Linked DNA regions of Mus musculus: regions 1, 2, 3, 4, 6 and 7 are each linked to region 5. Evidence: chromatin contacts called from public Hi-C and promoter capture Hi-C data. All regions are on one chromosome and are shown on one strand. Each heading gives the region's core, a stretch centred on a gene start, on an enhancer-like site or on the middle of the called end of the contact. The rest is flanking DNA. Distances are from core to core; before and after follow the strand shown.

Region 1 (3,898 bases), core at 6-2,505, 1.4 Mb after region 5:
TTCCAGAACTAACACCCACAGAAAGCAGCTCAAAACCACCTGTAACACCACCTCTGGAGGATCTGACACACTCTTCTGGCTACCATGGGCCTTCAAACATATGTGTGCATACACAAACTATGTGTGCATATACAAACACAGATACACATAACTAAAATAAGAATAAATATTTTCCAAAACAACACTTCAGATGAATTTCTAGACGGTATTTAAAGCAAACTCACATATTATCCCGAAAATAAAAAGGCCGACTCTGGGTGGCTACCATCACTATCTTTTTTCCCCAAAGAATAAAAAACAGAGAGCTGAAACTTTTTCCAGTTTGGTGTAACACTTTTCTCCCCTGCATGCTGGTGTTCTGACAAGCTTAAGAATAATAAAAGTGTGTGTAAGTGTGATTGTTAAATATCTTGTAGATTAGCTGAACATCTTCAGTGGTCCAGTAAATTAAAAATTATTTCCAACTTGTATCTGTCTCCTATGCCAGGGACTTTCAAACAATTTCACTTTCAAACTATTTGAATGTCCACTACATTGAATTATTGAAGTTGGAACTGAGGTTTAAAAAAAAAAAAAACTACTTATCGTAACAGGTGATAAGAGATGACAGCTGTCAAATACAGAACATCCGTCTGTACTCGCCGTGTTTTTATTCCTGGTAAACCAGGATCCGCTCAACTCCTATAAATTATTCTAAACAAAATAAACAAATAAACTTCCTTGTGTCACAGCTGACACTCGCTTCCAGGAAGCTGATTCAAGCTGAAGGCCCGAGCAAACTTCTCCCTGCGAAAGCCAAGTGTGACATTCTTCCACGCAAAGCTTGAAGTCGGGACTTTAGGAAGCACTCCAACAGAGATGATTTGGGACAAGGCTGTACACGAAAGTAACTTTTAACGCCCCGTCCAAATCAACTTTCTTCTTCCTTCCTCCCTTCCCCCAAGAGTCGGGGGGGTGGGGATGTGAAATTGCCGCGTAGCAGCCACCTCCCTGCAGCTGCGTCCCTGGTGCGCCCCGCACCCTAAGCCGGGCCCCTCGGAGCCCTCTGCATCGTCCTCCCCATCCCGCACCGCGGCGGCGCCCCGTTCACACCCCCGCCTGCAAAGCCTCTGTAGCTGCACGGCCTCCCGGGCGGCTCACCATCGCAGCCCCACGACCGAACAGGAGCAGGTGGGCAGGCCCGTGGCTGGGGTAATTCGTTATCGGGGCTCGGGATCCATTGGCGCCAACAACTTCTCCCGCGAAGTAGCAGAAGCGCGGGCGGCGGCGCGCGGCGATGACGTCGGAGGCGCGCGTTCCCCGCGGCCCCGCCCCGAGGCGGGAGCTGCGCACTGGGTGCAGGACCACAGCCCTAGCAACCGGAGGGTTGCTACCTTGTAGGACGGCGAGTGCGCGTGCGATCGTGGCCGGGAGACGCCCAATTTGGGATCTGAGGCTGACTTCCTCTAAGCCGGGTTCCCAGGTGGCTTCCTTCCTGCAGTACACGCACGTGCTGCAAGGGCAGTGCTCTGTAGCCGCTTCCAGAAGTTCTTACTGCCACCACGGTAGGATGAAGTGTATTCGATGCGCCCCGCAAAGGTCAACTGTTCTCATCAAACTTTACACTGATTTATTTTATTTTTAATGTTTGACCTATTGATTTTGGCTCAAACTAACAGACCCTTAGTGAATGGACATTTTTTTTAACTTTTTAATACATTTATCTATTGAAGATGGAATGACAAGCTGTGGTCAGAGAACAACTTTCAGGGAACCTTCCATCACGTGGGTATATGTTTGCATTTAACGGACTGTTTACAGTAAAGGCATTTTGTTTGTTTGGGGGGGTTGTTTTTCTGAGGCAGAAGATCATGTGACTTGTCCAGGTCCCAAACTCCTTATGTAGCTGAGAATGACCTTGAACTTCTGATTTCTCTACTGCCTCCCAAACGCTGAAATCTCAGATATATGCCAACACTCCTGCTTTACACGATGCAAGGGATCAAACTCAGAGCTACTGTGAATGCATGCAACCAACTGGGCAACCCTCAGCCCCAATGTCTTTGCTCTAAAACTACCAAGCTAAGAGAACTAGCCCCCGGGACTGGAGAGATGGCTCAGCGGTTAAGATCACTGACTGCTCTTCCAAAGGTCCTGAGTTCAAATCCCAGCAACCACATGGTGGCTCAAAACCATCCGTAATGAAATCTGATGCCCTCTTTTGGAGTGTCTGAGGTCAACTACAGTGTACTTACATATAATAAATAAATCTAAGAAAGAAAGACAGGAAGGAAGGAAGGAAGAAAACTAGCCCCTTAATTCCTTCCTAAAGCTTCATTAAGTCTCTTAAAGAATAGTCAAATCTTTGACATAACCAAGACACGCCCACACAGGGGAAAAAAAAAAAAAAAACAAGAAAAGATTTAGGATAAGCAAGCTTTGGAAGCTGCTCTTGCTATGAAACTCTAGTGGGCCTGCCTCCACCACCCCACTGCTGGGATTATAGGGGTGGTAGCCCACACCTGGCCAGCAAGTTTCCTATGAGTAAATGAGCAACCTGGTTGTGGAATAGAAATTAACAATTGCATATAACTTTAAGAGAAAACGTGACTATCAAAGAATTTAGTGTAGAGGGCAGTATCAAACTTTGGCCTTGAACTTTGAAATCTTTTTCTAACCACTTCTTGTTGGGTCTTGTCATTTTATGACACCATATCTACTGGGAAAGACAGTAAAGCCTTCAGGAATACAAGAGTTTGTATTTAAGTAGATGTCTATTGCAACATAATTTTGGTTTTTTGAGTGAGGATTTCTCTATGTATTCCTGGCTGGCCTGGAACACAATATGGATTCGCCTGCCTCTGCTTCCCTGAGTCTGGGATTAAAGGTGAGTACCATACTCTGCATTTTTTGTAACATGTAACCCACATGCATTTTTTGCACTGTTCTGGGTTAAAATTCACCAACAATAATAATCCCCAACTTAGAAACAAGTGAACAGTCACTGGTGAGAAGGACTTCCCTGCTTAGGTCCCTCTGAAGCCATTCGTTCAGTTCCTGCTCTACTATGTAATAGTTACAAGACCATAGAGAAGTAATTGTGACTCAGGGTCCTCATCTGTTAAGACACAACTATTTCTGCCACATATCAAGTAGTAATAGCATTCTCTGATGGTGCTGGTGCTGGTGCTGGTGGCGGCAGCAGCAATGGTGGTTACTTGATTTGGTTTGAGTTCAATTCAGACAGTCTCAGTGTATAACCCAGGTTAGTCTCAAACTTGAGATCCTCCTGACTCACCCCCCTCCCCCGCCCCCAGTACTAGGATTACAGGCATGCACCATTATATGTGGATGACCACAGTGTTTTTAAGTCAACAATGATCATCATTATTATAAAGCTTGCACACATGTGGCAGAGATAACCAGAAGGACCCTGCTTCAAAAACAAGATGGAAGGAATGCGAGTCAACTCTTAAAAAAATCTGTCCTCTGATGCCTATACACACACACACACACACGCACACACACACGCACTGGCAGGCGTGTGCTCACACTCAAAAGCACAAAATCAATTAAGTGGGAGAGCACTCCAAAATTAGATGCATCTATACTCCACAGCTTTGCTTAGGACAATAATTGGTTGATATATTGAGATAATAATTGATAATAATTGGTGATCCATTGAGAAATCAGTAAAATCTGTGAACTAATCTCTAGAAAGATGTACACAGCAGATGTATGATATAATTTTGTTCATATAACATTACAACATACACCAATGCACAGTAATCTTTGTGCTTTACATCAATGACTAAGATACATAAAACTTACCTATGCCAGCTATGGTGGCATACACCTTTAATCCCAGCACTCATAGCTCATAGGCTAAGATCTCTGTGAGTTCAGCCCCTTGTGCACC
Region 2 (3,800 bases), core at 1,034-3,533, 1.8 Mb after region 5:
CAGCGGTAGCACCTACTATCCCATTTCCATGGGACTTGTTTGGCTTTTGTAGTCTGAGGCTTCACACACGAGACAAGAACAGTAAGTAGGGTGTTACTGAGCTACATTCCCAGACCTTATGAGAGATGAGATCTGAAGACAGGGGAACTAAAACAACTGATCTGCTATTATGTAACTAAGGAGAGAAGCAGATGGACTTTTTGATTTGCTATCCCTGTTTATCCCATCTTTAACATAGCACACTGCTTCTTTTGTACAAGTTTCTGAATTTGGCAGTGAGGAATACAAGGCTGAGCAGGAAACAACCTATCTTCCAGGAGTTGGTAATCCAGTAAGAGATCATACATCTGTAAAATCTAGAATTAAGCAGAGGGAAATAAAGGTGCCATACATTACTTTTTGTGGCAATGAAATCATACTTAGGCTCCAAATGCAAATATAAACAAACAGCTTTATAATTTATACAATAAATATGTTCCAAATGTTCTGAAAACATTTACAAATCTCTAGTTCCTTTAAGGGCCAGTTTTTTAACTAAAATTTGAGTAGTCACCTCATTATTAAAAGTATTAGCTGGTAGCATTTTGCCATTCTACATATTCATCTGGTATTTTAAATACTACTTTCACACAATTAATTATAACCAATTATACTCTAGTCAACTGGAAGACTGCAGAGGTGGAGTTGCACCCCTGAGAAGTAGCACCCCTGTCTGGAGACTCAGTAATTCAGACTCTTACATGTCTCCTTTGAAACTACAGGACCTAAGCTGGAGAGAGAATGAATGTGATAAACAATCCATTTATTCCAATGCTGTCTCCTCCTTTGAAAGATGTGTTGTACTTTTCCTATTGGCTTAGAATGTGAGCCAATAAGGAAAGAGGAGTCCTTGGAAGTATTCATAAAGCAAGCCTGGCATTGTGCACACTGGTAAAGATGGCTTTGTTCTTTACATCTGTGAGAATTTTATGGGTTTGATACTTTTCTTTTGACATAGTAAGCAAAAGTAATTCAGATTGGGTGGTGCTGTCCCTTGAAATATATTTTCTAATGTTTAAGAATTCCCCCCTTTTATTATTTGGACTTAAGATGTGATAAATCCTTAACAGATGTTCAAAAGAAATTCAAGAACTTAAATACAAGTTTTTATTATCACGTTGAACATATTTCAGATGAACAAAATTAATATAAATTTGCTAGGTTTGTTTGAAGTCTATAATTACTAAGTTTCTTTCATTTCAAAAGTGGCATATATTACAGTTATTAGGCTCCTAATAGCTGCTTAGAAACAGATTAATGTTAGGTTCTCAGCAGTAGCTACTTACGCTCGGGATTGTAGACTATTAAATTTCTTTTGTTTACCATATTTAGAATAAGCCTTAATAAAGATGTTTGTATAGTATATATTTTTAAACACTGAAACTCAAGAGATCTCTAAAAAGACAAAGAAAATAAAAAACACATCCATTCATATTCTTTTCTGTGTGGGAGATTTCATTAGAACATTTATTTGCTTAAGTACACTAGTTTCTTTGCTTAAATACACCAGTTTCTAGAAAAAACCCCACTAGACCATTTGCTCATTGAGTGTGAGAATGTTCAAGCCAGATCTAAAGGGATTTTTTTCACTTGTATTCTTTCCAAATCTACATTCAGTTTAAATAATTGCCATAACAATTGACAGATAATCTGTCTCTCTGATGTGGATGAATATCAAGAGGTTATTTTACTACGGGGGGGGGGGGCAGTGAAAAATACAAAGTAATTGCAAAGAGAGAGGAAAGTCCAGGAGAAAACAGACACAAAAACAAAAAGAACAAAACTAAAAACTCCGAAACGACCAGTAGCATCATTAATCAGAAGGCTAGAGAGAGACACACACTTTTGTACTCTGATCGTTTCATGTCAGGACAGAACAAATTAAGCAAGGAAGTCAGAGTCCAACAAGGAAAAACATGGAGCGGGCTTAGGGGACGGGCTAATCATCCAGGATCGTTAACAGGGAAAGGGAACACTGTTGCTTTTTCTTGGCACCTGAAAACTCCAGCTCCACACTGGCAAAGGCCGCAGCTCTTTTGGGCTCAGGCCAGCGGGTTCCGACCGCACGTTGGCGGCGCGGGCTGGATCCCGGCAGCCTCCGTCCCGGTTGCTGGGGCCGCGGGGCCCTTTGTTCCCGCGGGGCGCCGCCGCCCGTCCGCCCCGAGTGAGCGGGCCCCCGTGGGGGACAGCGCGGGGCCCATCGCCTCGCCCCGCCGACCTCGCAGCTGCAGTCCCGCCCGCCCCAGCTCCTAGTTCCTCCCTCGCTGCCCAGGGCCAGAACGACCTTGTTTTGCTTTTCGGGCTCGGGAGAGAGGTGAGGGTTAGACCCGGCCGCGGCTCACCGGGGCGCTTACACGGGCAGCAGTAGGGGGGGTCCCAGCGCCTGCCTTTCCCCGGAGCCCTCGGGGGACAGCGGCGGGCCGCAAGCTTCCGGGAGAGCCTCGGGGGGCCCCGCGGGTCCCGGGCTGCGCCTCCCGCCAGGCCCGGGACTCACTTCTCGTAACGGAGCCAGCGAGGCGCCAGCACCGGTGGGCTCGGGTCTCCGGGCCGGCGCCGTGGCGGGCGCGGGCCGACGCATCCTGGAGAGCCCGGGGTGGGTGGGTGGGGGGTGTGCGGAGCAGCAGAGGTCGCGGCCCCGGGGCGGGGGCGGAGATCCACCTGGCTACGTGGCAGCCATTGCGGCGGCCGCGAGACCCCTCCCCACGCGGCCGCCCACCCGCCCTCTCGCGGCGGGCTCCTGCGCGGCTGCTCTTCCCCGGTCGGACGGAGAGCGGCAGTGTGTCCTCGCTCCGCACGCTCGCTGCGTCTCCCCCACCCCCGCCCCGCGGACACAGCTGCTCGCCAGCCCCGCGCCGCGCCGCGCCGCGCCGGAGAGCGTAGTGGCTGGCGGCGGCGGGAAAGGGTTGCGGACCCGCGGCGCTTACTCGACGACACGGCCCGGGGGCTTCGACGCCCCGCTCCCGCAGCAGGTAAAGGCGGAGGTTGGCGAGGCGGGCGGCGGGACTCGGGGAGGAAAAGAGCGGGAGGGGATCCCGGGAGCGCGGAGTCCCAGAGGAGGAGGGCCCGAGGCGGGCGGCGAGCGAGAGACGCGGCAACCCCGGGCAGGCACGGGCCGGGCGGGCGGGCGGGCGGAAGGGGAGTGAGGCGTCGCGGGAGGCGGGCCCTGGCGCGGGGCCCGAGGCCGAGCGAAGGCGGGCGCCGCGGCAGCTTCCCCGGCAGCTCCTCCAGCGCCTGGCGGGCCTCCAGGCCCCGACACACCCCTCCCGCCCCCGGATTCTCCGGGTGCCTTCCCGCCCCGACTTGACCTCGCGCCCCTGCGAGCGCCCCGCCGTTTTCCCAGGCCGAGCCTTGTGGGAACTTGGGCCGCCTGCCCGGGCTGGTAGTGCCCGTAGAGCTGTTTATTTACTCACTTCCAAACCACACGCACGCACGCTCGCTCGCAAGCTCACTCCACACCGGCAGGCTGGCCTCCCTCCGGGCGGGTGCGCCCGCGACCCTCACCCCTTCCCATCCGTAACTTTCCCTCTCGCTCTCCGAAAACCGGGCTTCGAGAGACGGAGTCAGACCGCGGGGCAGTTTATCCCGCTCGCGCTTTTGGTTACAACACTTTCTTTATTCCTGCCCCAAAAAGAGAGCGGGAAGAATTTTTTTTTTAACTCGATGCCAGCCAGATCGGAGGCAGGGCCCGCTGGCTTTAGGGAATCCTTCCGCACATGTCTTTAGGAGTGGGAGGTGGCCTTGCTGTACCGACAGGTTTGTAC
Region 3 (3,528 bases), core at 697-3,196, 1.9 Mb after region 5:
TTCGTATTGCCTGCCAGAACACTTAGAGCCACAAGGGCACAAGCTTTCCTTTTGAACCCAACCCTTGTTTGATTTTTTTTTTTCACTTTTTCTTGACCTCATCTCAACACACATATATTTCTCTATTTAAACTTAAAACACAAGTCTCATAAACCAGACTGGCCTGGAAATGCTCTGTGTATCCCCAAGATGGCCTCAAGTTCCTAGTCCTTTGACTTCACCCTCCTGAGAGATTTCTTGTTTTTTTTTTTTTAAACTCATTTCATCTGGCAGAGGTGTTGGTGTTTGTAGCAGTTGCCCTCACCCTTAGAAACACAAACTCAGAGGCAAAGAAATTATTTGTGCTTTGCCTACCTAATAATATTCCAGTGGTAATCAAGCTTCCCACAAGGAATTTTCTGGAGAGAGACTAAGTTCCTACTTTACTAGTAAATTGCTACGGGGGGGGGGGGGGCTCATAGAGGCTTCTATGTGTCTATTTGTAAGCCTGATGTTGTCTCCTTTCTTCTGTCCATACCACGCTTCAAGTACATTGACCTATCACCCTCCCCTTTCTTTCTCCCTCTCCCTCCCCCTCTCCCCTCCCCTCTCCCCCTCTCCCCTCCCCTCTCCCCCTCTCCCCCTCCCCTCTCTCCCCCTCCCCCTCTCCCCCTCTCCCTCTCCCTCTCCCTCTCTCTGACAGGGTTTCTCTGTGTAGCCCTGACTGTCCTGGAACTCACTCTGTAGACCAGAACTCAGAGATTTGCCTGCCTCTGCCTCCAGAGTGCTGGGATTAGAGACGTGCCATTTAATCCCATTTAAAGTACCTAAGGCCTGGCTAATCCAATCTCATGTCTGCCTTAAGGTCTTTCTGCTGTTTGCCTACTTGGCACTCCGATATTTTGAGCAAGTTACCATCCTGGTCAGTAGCATTTATAGTGATTCAAGACTTAGGGTGGCGGGGCATGGGAAGGGGAGGGGGAGGGGAGGGGGGAGGGTGTTAATACTTCAGGAGAGTCAAATGGCTGGTTTAGGCAGTTTGACCATGGGGTTACATTGTGGCAGATGGTCTCTACACCTGGCTGGCACAGCGAGGAGGGACAAGTACAGTTGTGTTTTTAGTCAAATAATGAAACTCAGAGGGGTCAGAAAACAGCACAGGGTCTAGTACCTCCCGGCCCAGGTGCTGCTCTGTGGCGGTTACTTGACTTTTGCTATGCCCTTCATTTTTAAATTGTTACTAATACTGGCAGCACAACTCATTATTAATAAGGCAGAGTGATCCAGAGAACCCACCGACTGTCTCCTGCTGGGCTGGTGGTGAACTCCGTGTACAGCTGAGTTTTTTTTTTTTTTTTTACAGAGACTCTCTGTGAAGCTCTGGATGTTCTAGAATTCTCTATGTAGACCAGGCTGGCCTTGAACTCAAAGAACTCCACCTGCTTTTTGCCTCTTGAGCGCTGGAATTAAAGGCAGGTGCCATCATACCTGGGAAACCTGGAACTTCTGATCCTTCTGAACATTGGGATAACAGGTGTGTGCCAGGAACTATGGCTTTTATTCAGTACGGGGCACAAACACAGGGCCAGGCAAGTACGCTACCCATAGGCTCCATTCTCAGCCCGGAAGTTAAGTTCTTAGTTAAGTGCTTTTACTTAAGCTTAAGTTAACCGAGACCAGCCAGGACAGTGAAACCGATTTTCCTCTCTTGTTTCATTTCCTGAAAGAATCATCCCAGTTTCACCCCCTTTCCTTCCCTCAACAGGAGGGAATGGAGAGAGAGAAACGATCCAGAAAGGATAAAACGGTAATCAAACAGAAATCCAGCCGTGCAGCAAAAGCCCTATTTGGCCTCTTGCTTGGGTAGGTTTCACAGGCTCATGGAGGGAAACAAACGCACATGCGCACAGGCCCCTAAACCCACACAGGCGAAACCCCTTTGTGGAGAAGCCAGCCACAGGAAACTCACTTCGGCACAGGAACTTGCTAATCGCTTTTGTCACTTTCGGAGTGTTCCTCTGCCTCGGTCACCTCCGACACTGAGGCCCACCACCTTGGGCTGGACTCTGCCAGTCCGGTGTTGCAGCTTTTCCAACAGTGACTCATTGGGAGCCTTGGGGAAGAGAGAGAGAGAGAGAGGTAGACCTCAGGAGGGACTCTCAGCAGTAATAGATTTGAGCTACGTTAGCTTTTACATGGCGTGGAGAGCTACTTAGACTTCCGGAGTCAGTCATTTTGGTGATGAGACTTGGCATTCTACCCCAGGTAAGACTTTTGCCTCTTTAAAAATGTTTTTTCGGTGTCTCAGGAATCTCTGTGATTTTGTTAAGATTTTTTTCTTCTTCTTTAGGCTGAACATTGTAATGACCTTTTTTAATTTGTTGCAAAGTGTAGACTAAACTCAGAGATGGGGGTGTGTTCGGCCGTCTACCCCAACTCTAGAGTCTTAACAAGACACACTTTGGTTTTCTTTCTATTTTGCTTTGTTTTTGTTTTGAGATGAGGTCTTGGATAGCCTGGGCTGGCTGATGTGAAGTCAAAGATGGCCTTGAATTCCTGACCCTTCTGCTTCCACCTCCCAGGTGCAGGAGTTACAGGCATGTGCCACTGAGTCTTAGTTTCTAAGGTATTCCCATATGTTCTTGGGGCTGTGTCAGAGCTTGCTTGTGTGGGGACTTTAGACTTCATGCAGCAGTGTTTGATGAAGGAAATCTAAGGGCCCTCCAGCATCCACAGAGAGCAGCTTTAAAGTTATCTAGCTATGTAGAAAAAAAAAATCGAAATAAAAACCATATCCCAGAATTCCTATCTAGCTATTCTCAATCCCAATGGCCCCTTTCTGTACATTTCTAGATTAAATTTAGTTTCTCAGCAGGTTTCATGCTGTGCACTGCCAATAGATTGGCTGGGCTGTAACATCCACAGCAACAAAAGCTTGGGGGAAAATCACCGGTTTTAGGTGCTTCACTAAATTAAAGTTGTGACAGATGGGTTCAAGCGACCGGATCTAAGATGGTGCTGTGCATGAGAGAAGAGAAATATAAGGAAACCCGTCCTTCGGTGGACCTTCAAGTCTAGTAGTTACAGCGAAAGATACAGGTTAGGAAACAGTTGAAGAAGAAGCTGGGTCACAGAAGCTTTAACAGCTGTAGGGTTTCGAGAAGGGTTCTGGGAGTGAGCTGGAGTGCTCAGAAGGAAGGATGCTTATAAAGGATGGGGGCTTAGCAGGAAGCCTTAGGAAGGATGGGGGCTTAGCAGATGGAGAAGGGGAAGGTTGTTGTAGACTTGGAGGGCCATGTGGACTTTCCATAAAGAGGAGACTGACTGGCCTAGAGACTGGCCCAGTGGTTTACCCTCTGCCGGATCAGGGTTAGAAAGACAGGGTGTGGGCCAGCTGGAGAGATGAATGAGAAGAGACTACATTCTGTAGTTTTAAACCTTCTTTTAGCCATTTGTAGAGGGACTCGGCCAGTTTTGCATCCTTGGGCCACCTTCTGAGTGCTTAGGACTGTTTTGTGATACCCCTTGGGCCTCTAGCAGTGTTCCTTA
Region 4 (3,657 bases), core at 159-2,658, 1.4 Mb after region 5:
CCTCTTCAGCATTAACTGTTTTGGGAGAAAGGATCTAGAACAGTAACTTCAGAGATGCACAAGTCAGATCTTTTTGTTTGTTTTTTTGAGACAGAGTATAACTCTGGCTGTCTTTTCTATCCATTGAGTCCCAAACATACCAGCCAGCAATCTCCACTATATGTATCTACCAACAAACAAAACCCCTGAAACAGAAGTAAAGGAGCCTGCCCAGCAAATTCCTGGGTCTGATCTGTGCTAACCCACCCCCAATATCTGAAAGTGCCTCCTTTGTAGAAGTACAGTCCATCCTGGCCCTAGACATTTATACACACCCAAGGAACCTCTTCCAAAGGGTTAAAGGGCAGAGTGGAGGGCTGACTTACCAGCGTGACACCCTTGATCATGTTCTGAACATGACTGCAGATGGTCCTGACGGTGGCCAGTTCCTTTCTGTTACCCCACCATTTGTCAACCCGGAGCTGAAACACAACAACTTTAGAATTAAAACACAGCACTTTTAGCTGGCGAGTACTAGCACGCAAAGCCATGTACAAATGCACCGTATGTCACACGCACAGGACACCAGAGGGACGACACACACACACCCAAGTTCACTCATAAAAGAACTGAGTCCGAGTAACCCACTCGGCCACGCATGGGGTGGGGGATTAACATCGGTTACCGGGTTTTGTTACAAGCAAGCACCCGAAGCATCGGAAGACACAAGTTCTTACCCTTTTCTTCTTCTTCCCAAGAAGACTCAGCTCCACGTTGATGTGATTGAAGTCCCTCCGCAGAGTCCCCCTGGGGCCCTTCACAATGACTGTGCGCCCCTTCAGAGTGATTTCGACTAAACGAGAAAGTGAACTGGTGAGACCATAGGCCGGGGTTTAGAGCATGCAGGAAAGCCGTCAGCGGCCGGCGGGGAGCCATCTACTCACCATTCTCTGGAATGTCCACAGTCTGATTGCTGAGAATGGTCTTCATCCTGAAACACAGACACCCGGGTGAGACGGCTGGGGCGGGGGACGCTCTACACCCGAGACCCGGCAGCGTTCCGCTCCCAACGGGAATCGCCAGCTACGAAAGCCGGCAACAAGGACCCAGGTGTGTCCGGGACAAGGACTGGACCGGGGGCCCCGGAGAAGAGTAAGGAAGCCCGGCTCGGTGCGCCATGGCGGAAGGGCTACGACCGAGATGGGCCTGAAAGCCCGAACGCCACTTCCAGCTCGCGCCACCAAGTCCCAAGGACGCACGTCGTGCTGGGGGACAGTCGGGACAAAGCCTTGGGGCATCGGCTCCATGCCGCCGGGGTCCCCAAACAGAGGATGGGTTCAGATTCCCGGGGCACCCGGTCCCTAAGCTCCTCACCTCGCAGTAGATGGGGCAAAGAGAGAACGTCTTTCGTCATCACGTTCTTGTAATCCGTCAGGGCCCTGCGTGTCGCGTCACGACCCGAGCGACGGCTTTAAGGCGGAACTACTCGATTGCCGAGCTAGTCGAGTCGCGCCGGTCGGCGACGACGTATCGCGTCATGACTCAAGCGACGAGTTGTTGGACGCGTCCGGTGCCGGGGGTGCTGTTCCCTCGATCCCTTGACACTCCTGAGACCTAAAAGAGGGGGATGGCTCTACGCTGCTGGGATACAGCTCGCAGCCTGGGGTCCCGGGTGAGCGGCGGGAACGCCATTGCTTATCCTAAGTTCAAAACTAGGGAAATTGTTCCAGATATCCTTTTTTTAAAAGCCCCGACAGCTGTGGCATATCTTAATTATTGCAAACTTGTTGACAACATATTTTAGTACCTGTTTTAGGAATAGAAGACATGAAAACGTGGCATGTTAAGTCACCCACTAAGGTTTTCTAACCTATATTTAGCGGTTAACTTTGATCTGCGTCCCACTTTTTTCCCCCATTTGTCATGGCTGAGCGTGCATCAGGGTCTCTGTAATCTAGGCTGGCCTGAAACTAAATTCTTAGACCAAAGACGACTCCTCACTCTGCCTCCTCTGAGAGCTGCATTACGTGTTTGAGCCGCCGTGACTTACGGTTCTTTCACCTTGAGTCTTTTTCAGGTTCTGATCTACGTAGTTTGAGCTCTTAAATCGTTTTACATAATTTCTGAATCAATTTCTTTAGCTTTGGTATTATAATGGGTTAAAACTAAATTATTTCAGAGTCTACTGAGTGAATGTTGTACTGAACCCTTTTTGTAGATATTTGGAAGATATGCGTTCACGGTTAGAGCATTAAGTTCTTTGCCAGATAAGAAAAAGGAATTTTTGCATAATGGACCAGACCTTCAAGATTTTGTATCTGGTGATCTTGCAGACAAGAGTACATGGGATGAATATAAAGGAAACTTAAAGCGCCAGAAAGGAGAAAGGTAATTGAACATTAGATTCCACTTTGACTTTGTGCATTGTTTGGTTTTGTTTGTTTGTTTGTTTGTTTTGGTTTTGATTTTTTGAGACAGGGTTTCTCTGTGTAGCCCTGGCTGTCCTGGAACTCACTCTGTAGACCAGGCTGGCCTCGAACTCAGAAATCCACCTGCCTCTGCCTCCCAAGTGCTGGGATTAAAGATGCACTGCCTGGCATTGTGCTTTTTTTTTTTTTTTTTTTTTTTTTTTTTTCTTTTTTAATCAAGCCTTGTAGGTTTTTCTGTACCCTTTGGCCATTTCTTCATCCTTTCCAAAATGACCATTTTATGCTGCCATATCCCATTTTATATCTAGCATCTAATTGAGAAAGTATAGGTTTTTCTCTTGATAGTTATTTTATTTATTTGGGTTTTTGGAGATGGTTTCCCTATGTAGCCCTAACTGCCCTAGACTTCTCTCTGTAGACCAAGCTGGCCTCAAACTCAGAGATCCATTTTCCTCTTCCTCCTGAGTGCTGCAATTAAAAGTGTGCACAACCACCACCTGGCTTACTTTATTGATTTATGCCTTCATATAGTTTTAATTGTTAATGGGTATTGATCATCTAACTTACTCTTTTGTTTGTTTGTTTGAGATGGGGACTCACTATTTGTTCTTGGCTAACCTGGAACTCTCTATGTAGGCCAGACTGGCCTCAAACTCAGAACTGAGATCCGCCTGCCTCTGCCTCCCAGGTGCTGGGATTAAAGGTGTGCACCTCCACATCCGGCTCAAACTTGTTTGCATGTAGCCTATGATTCCTTTATCTTAATTGTTTTTTAATGACGTAAGGTTGCCTGGCAGGCAGAAGGCTCTGGATGCCAGATTCCTAGCAACACAGTAAACAAATAATAACAGAAGACTGGTGTACAGCGTAGTCTTCAAAAATGCTTATCAAACAGCTTCTAGATCAGAAGTGGATAGTCAAGGAAAATCAAAGATATAGCTTGCTTTCCAAAGGGTAGGCCTGTCTTTTTTGTTGTTGTTGTTGTTGTTGTTTTCATTTCTTGGTTTCTTTTAAATCAGGGTTTCATCTATATAGTCTGGGCTAGCCTTGAAATCACTGTGTAGTTAGATTTGACCTTGAACTCCTGTTCCTCCTACAGCATCACAGATGTGAACCACTGAAACCAGCAAACGGTCTGCCTTTATTAATGACTAGAATTTAGAATGCAGGATAAATGGTGTGCAGTTGGGTTCCTTGCTTGCCCTGAGTTTACTATAGTAATTTGTAGCATTCATAGGGAAGAGTATGC
Region 5 (3,908 bases), core at 748-3,247:
CATGAGGAATAAGTTTTAAAATACACATGAAGCACCCAGCTAAAGCACACGGCAGGCTGTCTCTATCAGATGCCATCTCCTTCTTCCTACTTCTGGACTTGGAGTCCAAAGAGATCAGCTGCCAGATGTTCCAGGCTCATCTCTTGATACAGGCCCTAAGCCAGCCAACAAACTGGAAGTTCTATCCTCTCCACCTTAGGTACTTCATTCTTTTTAAGCACTAACTTTCACTCATAAAAGGTTACTAATAGCACCACTCCGTAGAACTTTCTTCAGTCACATTGCAGGCCTGACACCCGGATGTTGTTCAGAAACCCAGCAAAACAAAAACCCACTCTAGGAATGGATTTCTCCTGATGATGGCTGGTTACATGCCTCACTTACTAAACTGTAACAATCTTGCTCCCAGGTTCATCTTTTCTGTTATTGTTCCAAACTCTGCAACAAGTGATACCACTTACTACCTGCAGTCTCCAATCTACGTTGAAACTATGTTGTAGTTACAAGTCTCGGGAAAGAAGCCCAGGATGCACGGGAAAATCTCCCATCCAATAGAACGAGTCACCAGCTTCCCTTTCCCCTGGGTAGATGGCTGAAGGAAATGCGGATCTGCTAATAAATACCCAGGAGACACATCGTCTATCTATCCTGTTCCCTTGCTAGCTCGTTCTGATGCCCATGAAAAAGTAAAGGACAAATGAGAAGCAGGCTCCAAAGCTCCGAGTGACTAGAACATTCTCCAAAAAGAAGAGCAGCACGTATATTTTATAGAGAAGACAGTCACCGTTGGAAGCCTTCCAGCTGCTTATTATTTGGGCCTGAAGAGGAGCCACCCCTGAAGGCAAGCTTGGCAGAGCCTGCTGACGTAAGAATCAGCCTGTGGTAACCCCAAACGGCCAGGAAGGCTTAACTTTTTTTTTTTAAGTACTGCAGCGAGGTGGCAATTAAGAGGGGGAAACAATTATTAAGAATCCCTGGTGTGTGCCTTATAAAAACAGGAGCACAAGGCAAAGGCGTCCTTAAGTAAAAGGTAGACCTCTTAGATTTCAGTTAGAAACTCCCGCTGATGGCTTGTAGTTGAAGACAGCACTCAGCGTCTCGGCTTGGTGGCTTCCACCCCGACCACAGAGGTTCCTTTTGTGATGACAGGATTTGATACAAAGAAAAAGCAGTATACATTATAGATGTCTTTCCTCTTTCCCGGCCTAATTTATCCAGCATGTATGGGAAGGAGTGAGAAATTCCCGACTTACTAAAAGAATCCATAACCACCTGCAAAGACTGGCACTTTCAAGGCTTTAACATAATGAAAAGGAAAGAAGAAAATAAAGCGAGGAAGGAGGCTGGAAAGCAGAACCCTATCCCGGGTGTCAAGATATTCGCCTGGTGAGGCCTCTGAGGACCAGGACAGTAGAAAGGGGTCCACGGCTAGGGAGAAGGCATCCCAGGAAAGCGACATCCTGAAGAATCCGAGTTGGGGTCCCGCCGTTTTTTAGAAGCGGCGGGGAGGGAAGGCGGGACCCCGGCAGGCGGGTGGGGAAGGACTGGAGCCGCGCTGCGCGCCGCACCCTGCCCGGGCCACCCCGGGACACCCAGATGTTCAGAGCCAGATCCGGTAGCACAGCAGGGCGCGCGCAACTCAGGGCGCGGCGGGGTTGTGGGCTCGACCGACTCGTCGAGCCCCTGGCTCCCTTCCGTGCGCAGACCCAACTCACCAGGCGTCCCGACCAGGACCAAAGCACTCACCGGCGGCCACCAGCGGCGAACTCACAGCGCCTCCCACGAACACTGAAGCAGCAAGCACAGCGGACCCCGGGAGTCCCCACAGAGCCATCGCCGCGTCCCTCTGCCCTCCTCGCCCCGGCCGCGGCGTCCCGGGTCGGGGTAGACGGTGCAGCTCGAGGGCTGCCGGGTGGATTGAATGCAGGAGCTCGGCCCCCGCGAGCCCCTACCCGCTCAGCCTGGACCCGCCAGGACCCCGCCCACCGCACGGAAGCCCCGCCCCTGATCGCCGCGCCCCGGTCCCTTGAAGCCTGGACCCGCCTCCGCACGCATGACCCCGCCCCCGAGTCCAGGCCGCGCCTCTCCTGTCACTCCCGCTTCCCCTCTAAACCCTTGGGTCGCGTCAGCCGCGCGCCCAAGCCGTGGCCCCACCCCGAGCCCCGCCCACTGCTGACCCTCTCCGCCTCCTCTGCTGGGCGGGCTAACCCTGCCCAGCCAAGTGGCGGGTCTGCGCGGGAGCCTCAGGCTGGGGCGGGTTACTCCCTTCTCCTGGGTCCTGGGACTAGTCAGATGCGGGAAGAGGAAGGCAGAGGTTAGGCCAGGAAGCCCAGGATGGAGAGCAGACAGGACCAGCAGTTTCAGAATGGCGCGATGTTTTTTTTTTTTTTCTCAATCGGAGTCTTTACCCAGTTAATTAACCTTCGTTAGTGGTCTAGGAAGGAATGCTACGTTCAAAGTCATGGTTGATCGTTTAAACATTAAGGAGAATAAATTAAAAAAAAAAAACTTTTTTAATTGTCCCCATCCCATTCTGTCTAAGCTACTTCTATTGAGGAACACGTCCCCACACACTGGTTGTTTGCTTGCGTTGGACTGGGTTTTGTTTTAATCATCTTGCAAACACTCCCCTGGAACAATTCTTCAACTTTCCAGTCACTTCTGTCTTCATATCCTCACATCAGCTCGGTAAGGTGAGTATTATCCCCATGTCACCGGCCAGGAAGTGAGCTCATGAAGTCTGCATGACCTGGGCCACCATGATCCATGTATCTCCAGTGTTTGCTTGCAGGTTTAATCTCAGCTCCTGGCTCAAGGACAGCATGCACTAAGAGGGCAGAAGTAGTTGTTAAAGGGGAATGTACCTTTTTCTGACTAGCTTCCTTTTAACTAACCAATAGCCTCGTTTTAACTAATCCGTGGAGACTCCACACAAGGTCCTTAAAGCCCAGTCCTGACAGATGTGAGCTGAATGGAGGGTGGGTCTTCAGCCCCTTCTGTAAACTGACTGGTGGCCTCTAATGCTCAAGGGGGAGTTATTTCTCCTCTCTAACACCCTCCACCCTTCTGTTACAAATAGCAATGATGTGAGAATTACCAGGGAGAGAAGCTGAAGGTTGGAGGCCCTGCCCTTTGAGTCAAAGACAGGAACTATGGATCCTATGCACAATTTGTGGCACATCCTGTAGTCTGACAAATGTATCAAAGGGAAAGGTCTGAGAAAGAATGCAGAGGAAAGACATTGTGCTGGCCAGTTTTTTTTTTGTTTTGTTTTGTTTTGTTTGTCAACTCAACACAAACTAGAGATTTGTCTGAGAACCTCAATTGGAAAAAAATATCTCCATAAGATCAGGTTGTAGGCAAGTCTGTAGGGCATTTTTCTTAATGAGTGATTGATGGGGGAGGGCCCAGCCGATTGTGGTTTCTGTAAGAAAGCAGACTGTCCAAGCCACGAGGAACAAAGCCAATAAGCAGCACCCTTCCACGGTCTGGGGGCCAACTCCTGCCTCCAGGCTCCTACCCTGCTTGAGTTCCCGGTTTGTTTCCTCTGATAATTAAACAGCAACGTGGAAGTGTAAGCCAAACAAGCCCTTTCCTCCCTGTGGTGGTTTGAATAGGACTGGCTCCCATAGACTCCTGTGTTTGAATGCTTGTCCCCAGAGAGTGACACTATTAGGAGGTGTGGCCTTGATGGAGGAAGTAAGTCCCTGGGGATTGGGCTTTGATATCTCAGAAGCTCAAGCCAGGCATACTGGTTTAAGGCTGCCTGAGGATCTGAACGCTCAGCTGCCTCTCCACGGGTGTTTGCATGCCACCATGCTTCCAGCCATGATGACAATGAACTAAAACTCTGAACGGTAGCCAGCCCCAATAAATTGTTGTCCTTTATAAGAGTTGCTATGGTCATG
Region 6 (3,758 bases), core at 1,058-3,557, 1.6 Mb after region 5:
TTTACACACCTGTTAATGCGAACATTGAAAATTGTGGTGCTTTGCCAAGACCAAGACATAAAAATTGTTATACTACTACTCAGGAAGCTATTCAGATATCACTAGTTACATTCTTTTGGTTCTCTAGAATGTTAATAGAATAAATTTGAAAAGTGGGATTGTAGTTAAACAATTACTTGCATTTAAAAAATTCACAAGCCTTGGCCTGGTGTGGAGGAGTCTGTCTGTAGTCTGAGCATTGGGGAAGCCGAGTCGGAAAAGGTTTTAGTTTGTGGCCAGCCTAGGTTGTATAACAAGAGCACATAAACACACACAGAGCATACACACATACAGCTTGGCTGAGCTCTAGGTCAGTCACAGTTCACATACTTGGCTTGCACAGGCCCTGGGTTCAACCTTCAGCAGAGAAAAATATTATCGAGTCTCTTTCTCTCCAAGAACTCACCCGACCTTTATAACTAGTTCCCCCTGTCTGAGTATCCTTATGTCTCCTGAGGTTAGGCAGAGTGGGATAGAAAGTGTTTAGGTTGTATTGGCACAAATACCTACAACATTTCTAGATTTATATTATGGCAAAAATCCTTTGTAGTGTTCAGTATATAGTAGAACCCCCTCTTATCACCACTAGGGGGCTCTGCTAGAAGATCTTTTATAATTTGTCAGTATACTCAGGGAAAGGTTTTGAGTGTTTCAGAAATTTTGAACTGGGGCTGGAGAGATGGCTCAGCGGTTAAGAGCACTGACTGCTCTTCTGAAGGTCCTGAGTTCAAATCCCAACAACCACATGGTGGCTCACACCCATCTGTAACAAGATCTGATGCCTTCTTATGGACGTCTGAAGATAGCTACATAGCTACAGTGCACTTACATATAATATAAATATAAAAAGAAAAAAAAAAAGAAAAATTGAACTCTTAGAAGTTTAAACAACCTCCTTATCTCACAGATGAGGGAAACATGATTCTCGAACTGATGGTCCTCCTGCTTCTGACTCCCAATCTAGGATTACAAGCTTGTACCACCACACTCAGCTAGCATTAGTCTTAAAATGGAATACGGAACTGATCGATTAGGTGAATACATGAAACATATTCCTACAATAACACCTTCATAATTTCAAAATGTTATTTTCTTTCTTTTTTTTTTATTTTTACTTTTTTGGTTTTTCCAGACAGGGTTTTTCTGCATAGCCCTGGCTGTCCTGGAACTCACTCTGAGACCAGGCTGGCCTCGAACTCAGAAATCCGCCTGCCTCTGCCTCCTGAGTGCTGGGATTAAAGGCGTGCGCCACCATGCCCGGCGCTCAAAATGTTATTTTCAAAGTACCTCTCAGCACCCACACCATATTGTTTTAAACTCTACTAACCACTTTCAAATAGCCTCTCCACGTTATTGCTCAATTAAATAATTTTACTCGTTTCTCTTTTCTCCACTCAACTATATTCACTCAATACAAGCGCCAAACACCTTTGTAAGTTTAAAGCTCTTTCGGCCTTCTATTTCTTCAACTGTCACTATAATAAATACAGTTCTTCACATGCTTAATCCAGTCATTCCCACAGCGTGGCCGCTGAAAAACGGGCAGCAGGGAGCTTGCTAGGAATGCCAATTCTTAGGTCCATCCACACTCTAGAGATAGGTGCTAACAATCTTAACCAGCTCTCCAGGGATTCCGAGGCACTTTCAAGTTTGAAAAACACCTTAGTTCTGCAGTTCAGCATTGATTATCTAAACAGGGCAAAGATGTAACTTCTGGCTTTTAAACCCATCACAGGCCTCTTTCTGGCAACACCTGTATCAATTACAAGCCGTGGGACACAACCATTACACAACCTTAAACATCTGTAATACCTGAGATGACCGAATAATAGTTGCCTTATCATGGTTCCAGAACAAAAGCTACGGCAGTGGATTTCCCGGGGGTTTACCAACGGACGCTGGGCAGGACCCAGTTCCTGCATAGCTTTTTCCTCCGCTAGACACAGGGAGGCACTTCGAGCCCGTGGGTTCTGGGTCTGGCCGAGTTAGAGCGGGGCTCGGCCCGGCTAGGGCCGGGGACACCCGCCAGGCCGGGCTCCCACCTCGGGTCCCAGCCTAGGGACTGGAGGTCTCTCTGTAAAGGAGGCCGAGGGGCAGGGGAGGACCCGGCAGGCCCAGACCCCGCGGACAGGCCGCGAAGCCGCACCCTCCTGGCCCCAGCCGCCGGCAGGGCGGAGCCACGCGGCCGAAGCCCCGGCTGAGACGCGCGGCGCGGCGCGGCGCGGGCTCGCTGCTGGAGACGTATGGGGCTCCCACTGGAGCGGCTGCGCCGCCCGGTCGGGTCAGCGTGGTGCGCATGCGCGGACCCGGCGCCATTTTGGTGGCCGGGCGCGGAGGTGATTCTACAGTGAGGAGGAACGCGACGGCGAGGGTGGCAGTGGCAGCGTTCGTGTGCTCGGGTCTGAATCGCTGAGGGAGGAGGCGGCGGCGGAGGAAGAGGTGGCAGCGGTGGCGGTGGTCGTAGCGGTGGCGGAGGAGGCGGGTACGAATCAGCTGCGGGCAGAGACATGGCCAACATCGCGGTGCAGCGAATCAAGCGGGAGTTCAAGGAGGTGCTGAAGAGCGAGGAGGTCAGGAACGAGCTACCGGACGCCCCCATCTCAGCCCCGGGCGGCAGGGCCCCTTCCTTCCGCGACCCCCGGCGGGCCCTGGCCGGCTTCGCTGCGGCCGCCTCTCTGCCTCTGGGGAAGCGGCGGCCTCCCCTCCTCCTCCCGCCGCCTTTCCCTCCCCTCCCCGGGCCCTGGGAGAGGCGGTCTCGCGGGCGGCTGGCCGGCCGGCCGGCCTGGGGAGGAACGGGGTTTGGAGGGCCGATGCCGAAGCACTCGTCGGGGGCACGTGAGCTCTAGAGGGAGCCCCGAGGCGGTGGCGGCAACATCTGGAAGTGTGACTAGGCGGTGGGGAAGAAGGAGCAGGCCGAGAAAACCCGGGAAGTGGGTTGGGGGAAGGGGAAAGGTAGTAACTGGATCCCCCGGCCGCAGCGCACCCCCCAGGCCCACGCTTTTCGGGGTGTTCTGGAGATCGCCGGCCGGGGCCTTTGCTGTCTTCTCCTTGGGGAAGGAACCTCCACAGTCTTTAGGTATAGACGAGGGGAAGACTTTGAGTTACTCCCTTCCAGTGTAGTGTTGGGGGAAAGGGAGACATAATGGGAAGGGAACTGAAACAATTTCCACTACAGATAGAGAAATAATTCCGAATGAGGTGGTAATCTCTTTTCTACGGACCCAGCCCGTAACTAGGCCTCATCATTGACATTTAAAGCTTTTAGTCTGGTCAAAGGCAAGTTGTTTGTTAATTAAATGATTTGAAGTAGGGAGAATAATGGAGTGTCTGAGTAGCCTATTTCAGAATACTGTTTACCAGTGTCAGGCTCTCCTAGGGCAATGCCTCTGTGACTAGTGTTGTACTGTGAAACTTCATTATGATGTCCCTCATAGTTAACTTGAGTCTCACTTTTAAAAACAGGCCTATTAAAAAACAAGGGATTTCATCAGATAACACGTTATTGTAGTTCACTATTGAGTTAGGTTTATTTTTTTGACACAATATTATAGCAGGAAATAGCATATTAAGAAAAATAAAACTCCTAGTACATTGTAAGTCTTGCAAATTTTAAGTACATTAATGCTTGCCAAATTTATTTATGTGAAATATTGAGAGTGATTGAATAATTTTACTCATCTGTAAAAGTAATAGTACAACTTTTTCCACCTAAATCGACA
Region 7 (3,598 bases), core at 263-2,762, 1.5 Mb after region 5:
CCAATCACTACAAAAACATCTCACAAAACAAAAAATATTGTTTTAGAATAGTAAAAAGGGTGAGGGTTTTTTAAAAAAATCTGAAAAGGGGGAAGTGCAAAAAGAAAATTCTCCTTTGTCTATATCATCAAGATTCCAAGTATGGGAGAAAAAAAAGAGGGAAAATCCATGATCTACACAGGAGGAAAAGATTTGATACGAGGTCCGTTACTGCCCAAGGGCACACCCTTCAAAGATAGGGGTCTAAATTCCTAAGACTTCTTCCCAGATTTGATGGACAGCAATCAATCTGTTTCCTCGTTCCTTCCTGCTGCTTTCCACAGAAACACTATAAGTATCTTGGAGAGGGGGAAATGTCCCTTTTCGAAAACACGATGGAACATCCAGGCTTGGTTTTCTGGTCTGAGTGCGGAGGGCAAAAGGGTGGGCGGCTACACTGAAGGAATCTGCGCGAGCAGGGAGTCACCTGAAGCAGGAGCACGCAGCTGCTTCCCCTAACCTCCACAGCAGACACAGGGCAGCGAGCGTTTCCAGACTAGAACCCTTGGTAAACTGTAGGTTTTTCCCAATTCTGGTACGGATAGCTGCCAAGTGACACCACAACACAAAATCGGGAGGGTGTCTTCCACACATGCAGGTATAAATGCTTCCTGAAGCTCATCAGGCGCTCCAGCTGTAAACCCAGGGCACTCCATTACTAAGGCCGCATCCTCGGCTTTTCCAACTGGGGCAACTAAAAGCATCCTGCCGCCTCGCTACAGTTAGCAAGTATCATCTTGGCTAAAATCCTAACGTTTAAGCAGCCACTTCGGAAAACTTCGGCTTTAAGCAGCGACACGGATCTCAAACCATTGCCAGGCTGTTGCCCTGCATTCCTTCCGATAACGGTGCTGCTACCTGCTCCATTGTCAGCCCCGGCTCCACGTACTGAACCAACAGAACTGAACCAACAGAAAAGGGGAATCCTTTAAATCCGCAACACAATGGAGGCTAAAGAAGAGCTCTGGCTTTTAGGATGGCAGCTACCAACACACCACAACAAAAGGGCCCCGTCCGGGTGACTTCATCGAACCCACCAGGCAAACGCCACCGCCCGGCCTTCGGGGTGACTGTCCCTAACCCCCTGCACGCCCGCGCCGCCTATGGGGCCCTAAAAGTGAAAGCACCCGGACTGCGGGTGCCTGTGCAGCCCAGCTGCAGGCTGCCGGGCCAGCGGCTGCGGGCTCCCCGGGTGCAGCGCCCAGCCAAAGGCGCCCGCTCCGCCGCAGCGGTCCCCGGGTGCGCGCGGCCACAGAAGTGGCGACGCCAAGAGGGTCGCCGAGGAGGGCGGTGGGCCGGGGAGAGAGGGGGGGACGGGACACTCACCCGCCCAAAACAGCGGCGGGCGGGGAGGGTGGCGGCCGGGAGCGTTCCGGACGCCGCTGTCGCTGCCGATGCTGCTGGCCGCCGGCCTCCTCCCCTCTGTTTGGATTCGATAGACCACGTCACTCTTAGCCACGAGACCCGGATCTGCGGGCTCCCCGAGGGCGGCGCAACAGATTGTAGCACCCGGAGCCGCTCGTGACCCTACCTAGGGAGCATGCGCGTGTCGCGCGGGCCACCTGCGTCGGAGGGGGGCGGCTCCCGCAGCTCCGGCGCTGACGTGCGTGGGCGCGCCCGGCGTGGGGGAGGCAGTTCCGGTGTGGCGGGGTGGGGTTGCTCCACCGAGAAGGAAGGGCAACCCGGCTGTTAAGTTGTCCCACGTCGCCTCCGTGCTGTCTTCCGTGGTCATGATCATCTGACGTGTCTGTCTGTTTGTCGAGGGAATGGCTTCTGTCCACGGCGGTGTTTAGTCATACTTAGGCGGAGGGGCGCGCGCACAAATTGATGACTGCTGAGACCCGGTCTACCTGCAGAGGTGGCGGTGGGAGTTCATCATCAGGCACGCGTGAAAATCGGAACTCGAAGATTACAGAAGCATGTCAGCTGGGAGGTGGGGAGGGATGAGTGATCCTGATGACGTTCGGATTTTGGATTGGAAAACAGACCTAAATTAAGTTCAACCTTAACCTTAAAAGAGAGATGTTAGAAGCCGGATGTGATGGCTCAACAGCAGAAGCAGAGACAGGCTGGTTTGCAGAGCGAGTTGCAGGACAGCCAGGGCTGCATTGAGAAACCCTGGGGGAGTGGGTGGGAGTATGTGAATTTGAGCCCAGCCAGTGCAGCATAGAATATGTCTGGGTTTTTTTGTTTTTTGTTTTTAAAAGTGAGGGGAGCCTAGCCATGGGTTTGCCCTCCTAGTGGAGGAGGGAATGTGGCCAAAGGAGGTAGCAGCACACCATTCTTGGGCTTGGAAGTTAGGAAGCAGTATTTCAACAATCCAAAGACAGCTTAATTCCCATGTAAGAAAGGACGGGAAATACCAGCAAATTGAAGTGTGGAGCCTGATAAGCAAAAAGAGCACCTCTGGAAGCAGCTGTGGCAGCCGTAATTCTACAGATGTATCCAATGACCTCGAGGAACTCTGGACGAAACTAAGCATATTTTTATAAGAAAGTACAAGAAAAAAATTATCCTGAGAATCTAAAGTCTGGACAAAAAATAGTGAACGGCAGAAAACATCCACTTGGAATTTCATTTTCTTCCCTAATAGTTTAACAATCTGACAACAAAAAAAGAAAAACAAAACCCTTTAAAACAGTGCTGCACAGTCTGTCTTTGGCTACATGGTTCACAATCCGTGTTCTACTGAGGTATGGCCTGCTTTCTTTGGTAAGGTTACAAGTTAGAAAAGAAAACAAAACCCGACCAGCGAAAACAAGCAGGGGAGCTCTGTCTTCCCTGGTACACACTGTAACTACAAAATTTCAATGAAGAAACATCCCATATTTAAAACAGAGGAAAGAAACCTTCATGATTCTCAGTGGCTGAGCTGAGAAAAACAAAACTGCTCCGGGAAGTGATGGCACATCCCCTTAATCCCAGCACGAGGAAGGGAAGGTCTGTGGAACTCTTGAGTTTAAGGCTCCCTGGTCCATAGAGTTCCAGGAGAGCCAGGGCTACACAGAGAAGCCCTGTCTTGAAAAAACAAAACAAAACAAAAAGCGGTGGTGGTGCACGCCTTTAATCCCAGCACTTGGGAGGCAGAGACAAGGCAGATTTCTGAGTTGGAGGCCAACCTGGTCTACAAAGTGAGTTCCAGGACAGCCAGGGCTACACAGAGAAACCCTGTCTCGACCACTTGCCAAACAAATACACCACGAACCTGACTTCCCAGCTTGTAATCCACTTGTATGCGTTATTTTTACTTTATTCCTTAAAGTCACCTATTTTCTTTGACGTCTGCATGAAATATTTTCAGAGATTCTACATCAACCAAGTGACACTATCCTTTTTCATGTAATACTAGCACTTTATGAAGACAGCATTTCATACACATATATGTAACTTATTTTTACTTCTATGTGCATTGGTTTTGACTGCATGTATGTCTGTGTGAGAGTGTCGGATCCCCCTGGAACTGGAGCCACAAGACAGTGCTGAGCTGCCATGTGGGGGCTGGAAATTGAAACCAGGTCCTCTAGAAGAGCAGCCACTGCTTTCAAACTCTGAGCCATCT

The links. Promoter capture Hi-C pulls out the DNA fragments that hold promoters and counts their contacts. A called contact is a pair of places that touch in the nucleus more often than the background predicts.
Region 1: a contact with region 5 is called in a promoter capture Hi-C map of pre-B cells, with 4 times the contacts expected there. The contact joins the promoter of Rfc1 here to the promoter of Rell1 in region 5. A contact is called at or near these places in 3 of 39 promoter capture datasets (cranial neural crest, liver and pre-B cells), 1 of 484 Hi-C or Micro-C datasets (erythroblasts), 1 of 115 datasets of contacts at active chromatin or transcription factors (pro-B cells) and 1 of 9 other capture datasets (adipose tissue).
Region 2: a contact with region 5 is called in a Hi-C map of uterus, with 7 times the contacts expected there. The contact joins the promoter of N4bp2 here to the promoter of Rell1 in region 5. A contact is called at or near these places in 1 of 39 promoter capture datasets (pre-B cells), 1 of 484 Hi-C or Micro-C datasets (uterus) and 1 of 115 datasets of contacts at active chromatin or transcription factors (fibro-adipogenic progenitors).
Region 3: a contact with region 5 is called in a promoter capture Hi-C map of pre-B cells, with 2.2 times the contacts expected there. The contact joins the promoter of Rhoh here to the promoter of Rell1 in region 5. A contact is called at or near these places in 1 of 39 promoter capture datasets (pre-B cells) and 1 of 484 Hi-C or Micro-C datasets (pre-B cells).
Region 4: a promoter capture Hi-C map of pre-B cells shows a contact between it and region 5, with 2.6 times the contacts expected there. The contact joins the promoter of Rpl9 here to the promoter of Rell1 in region 5. A contact is called at or near these places in 1 of 39 promoter capture datasets (pre-B cells) and 1 of 9 other capture datasets (adipose tissue).
Region 6: a contact with region 5 is called in a promoter capture Hi-C map of erythroid cells, with 10 times the contacts expected there. The contact joins the promoter of Ube2k here to the promoter of Rell1 in region 5.
Region 7: a contact with region 5 is called in a promoter capture Hi-C map of pre-B cells, with 3 times the contacts expected there. The contact joins the promoter of Smim14 here to the promoter of Rell1 in region 5. A contact is called at or near these places in 1 of 39 promoter capture datasets (pre-B cells) and 1 of 484 Hi-C or Micro-C datasets (CD4 T cells).

The regions. Positions count from the first base shown.
Region 1 is chr5:65,334,384-65,338,281 of GRCm38.p6, forward strand. It overlaps Rfc1 (replication factor C (activator 1) 1), which reads right to left and starts at 1,256. Exons shown (of 25, transcript NM_001347357.1): 1 at 1,141-1,256. The coding sequence starts at 1,143.
Region 2 is chr5:65,761,238-65,765,037 of GRCm38.p6, forward strand. N4bp2 (NEDD4 binding protein 2) reads left to right here and starts at 2,284. Exons shown (of 20, transcript NM_001024917.1): 1 at 2,284-2,353.
Region 3 is chr5:65,861,638-65,865,165 of GRCm38.p6, forward strand. It overlaps Rhoh (ras homolog family member H), which reads left to right and starts at 1,947. Exons shown (of 3, transcript NM_001081105.2): 1 at 1,947-2,244.
Region 4 is chr5:65,390,023-65,393,679 of GRCm38.p6, forward strand. Rpl9 (ribosomal protein L9) reads right to left here and starts at 1,409. Exons shown (of 8, transcript NM_011292.2): 1 at 1,354-1,409; 2 at 924-970; 3 at 717-832; 4 at 366-461. The coding sequence starts at 969. It overlaps Lias (lipoic acid synthetase), which reads left to right and starts at 1,475. Exons shown (of 11, transcript NM_024471.5): 1 at 1,475-1,651; 2 at 2,198-2,367. The coding sequence starts at 1,607.
Region 5 is chr5:63,966,900-63,970,807 of GRCm38.p6, forward strand. Rell1 (RELT-like 1) reads right to left here and starts at 1,998. Exons shown (of 7, transcript NM_145923.4): 1 at 1,747-1,998. The coding sequence starts at 1,834.
Region 6 is chr5:65,534,938-65,538,695 of GRCm38.p6, forward strand. It overlaps Ube2k (ubiquitin-conjugating enzyme E2K), which reads left to right and starts at 2,308. Exons shown (of 7, transcript NM_016786.4): 1 at 2,308-2,609. The coding sequence starts at 2,547. It also overlaps a transcript of Smim14 not described here.
Region 7 is chr5:65,491,371-65,494,968 of GRCm38.p6, forward strand. It overlaps Smim14 (small integral membrane protein 14), which reads right to left and starts at 1,513. Exons shown (of 5, transcript NM_133697.4): 1 at 1,366-1,513.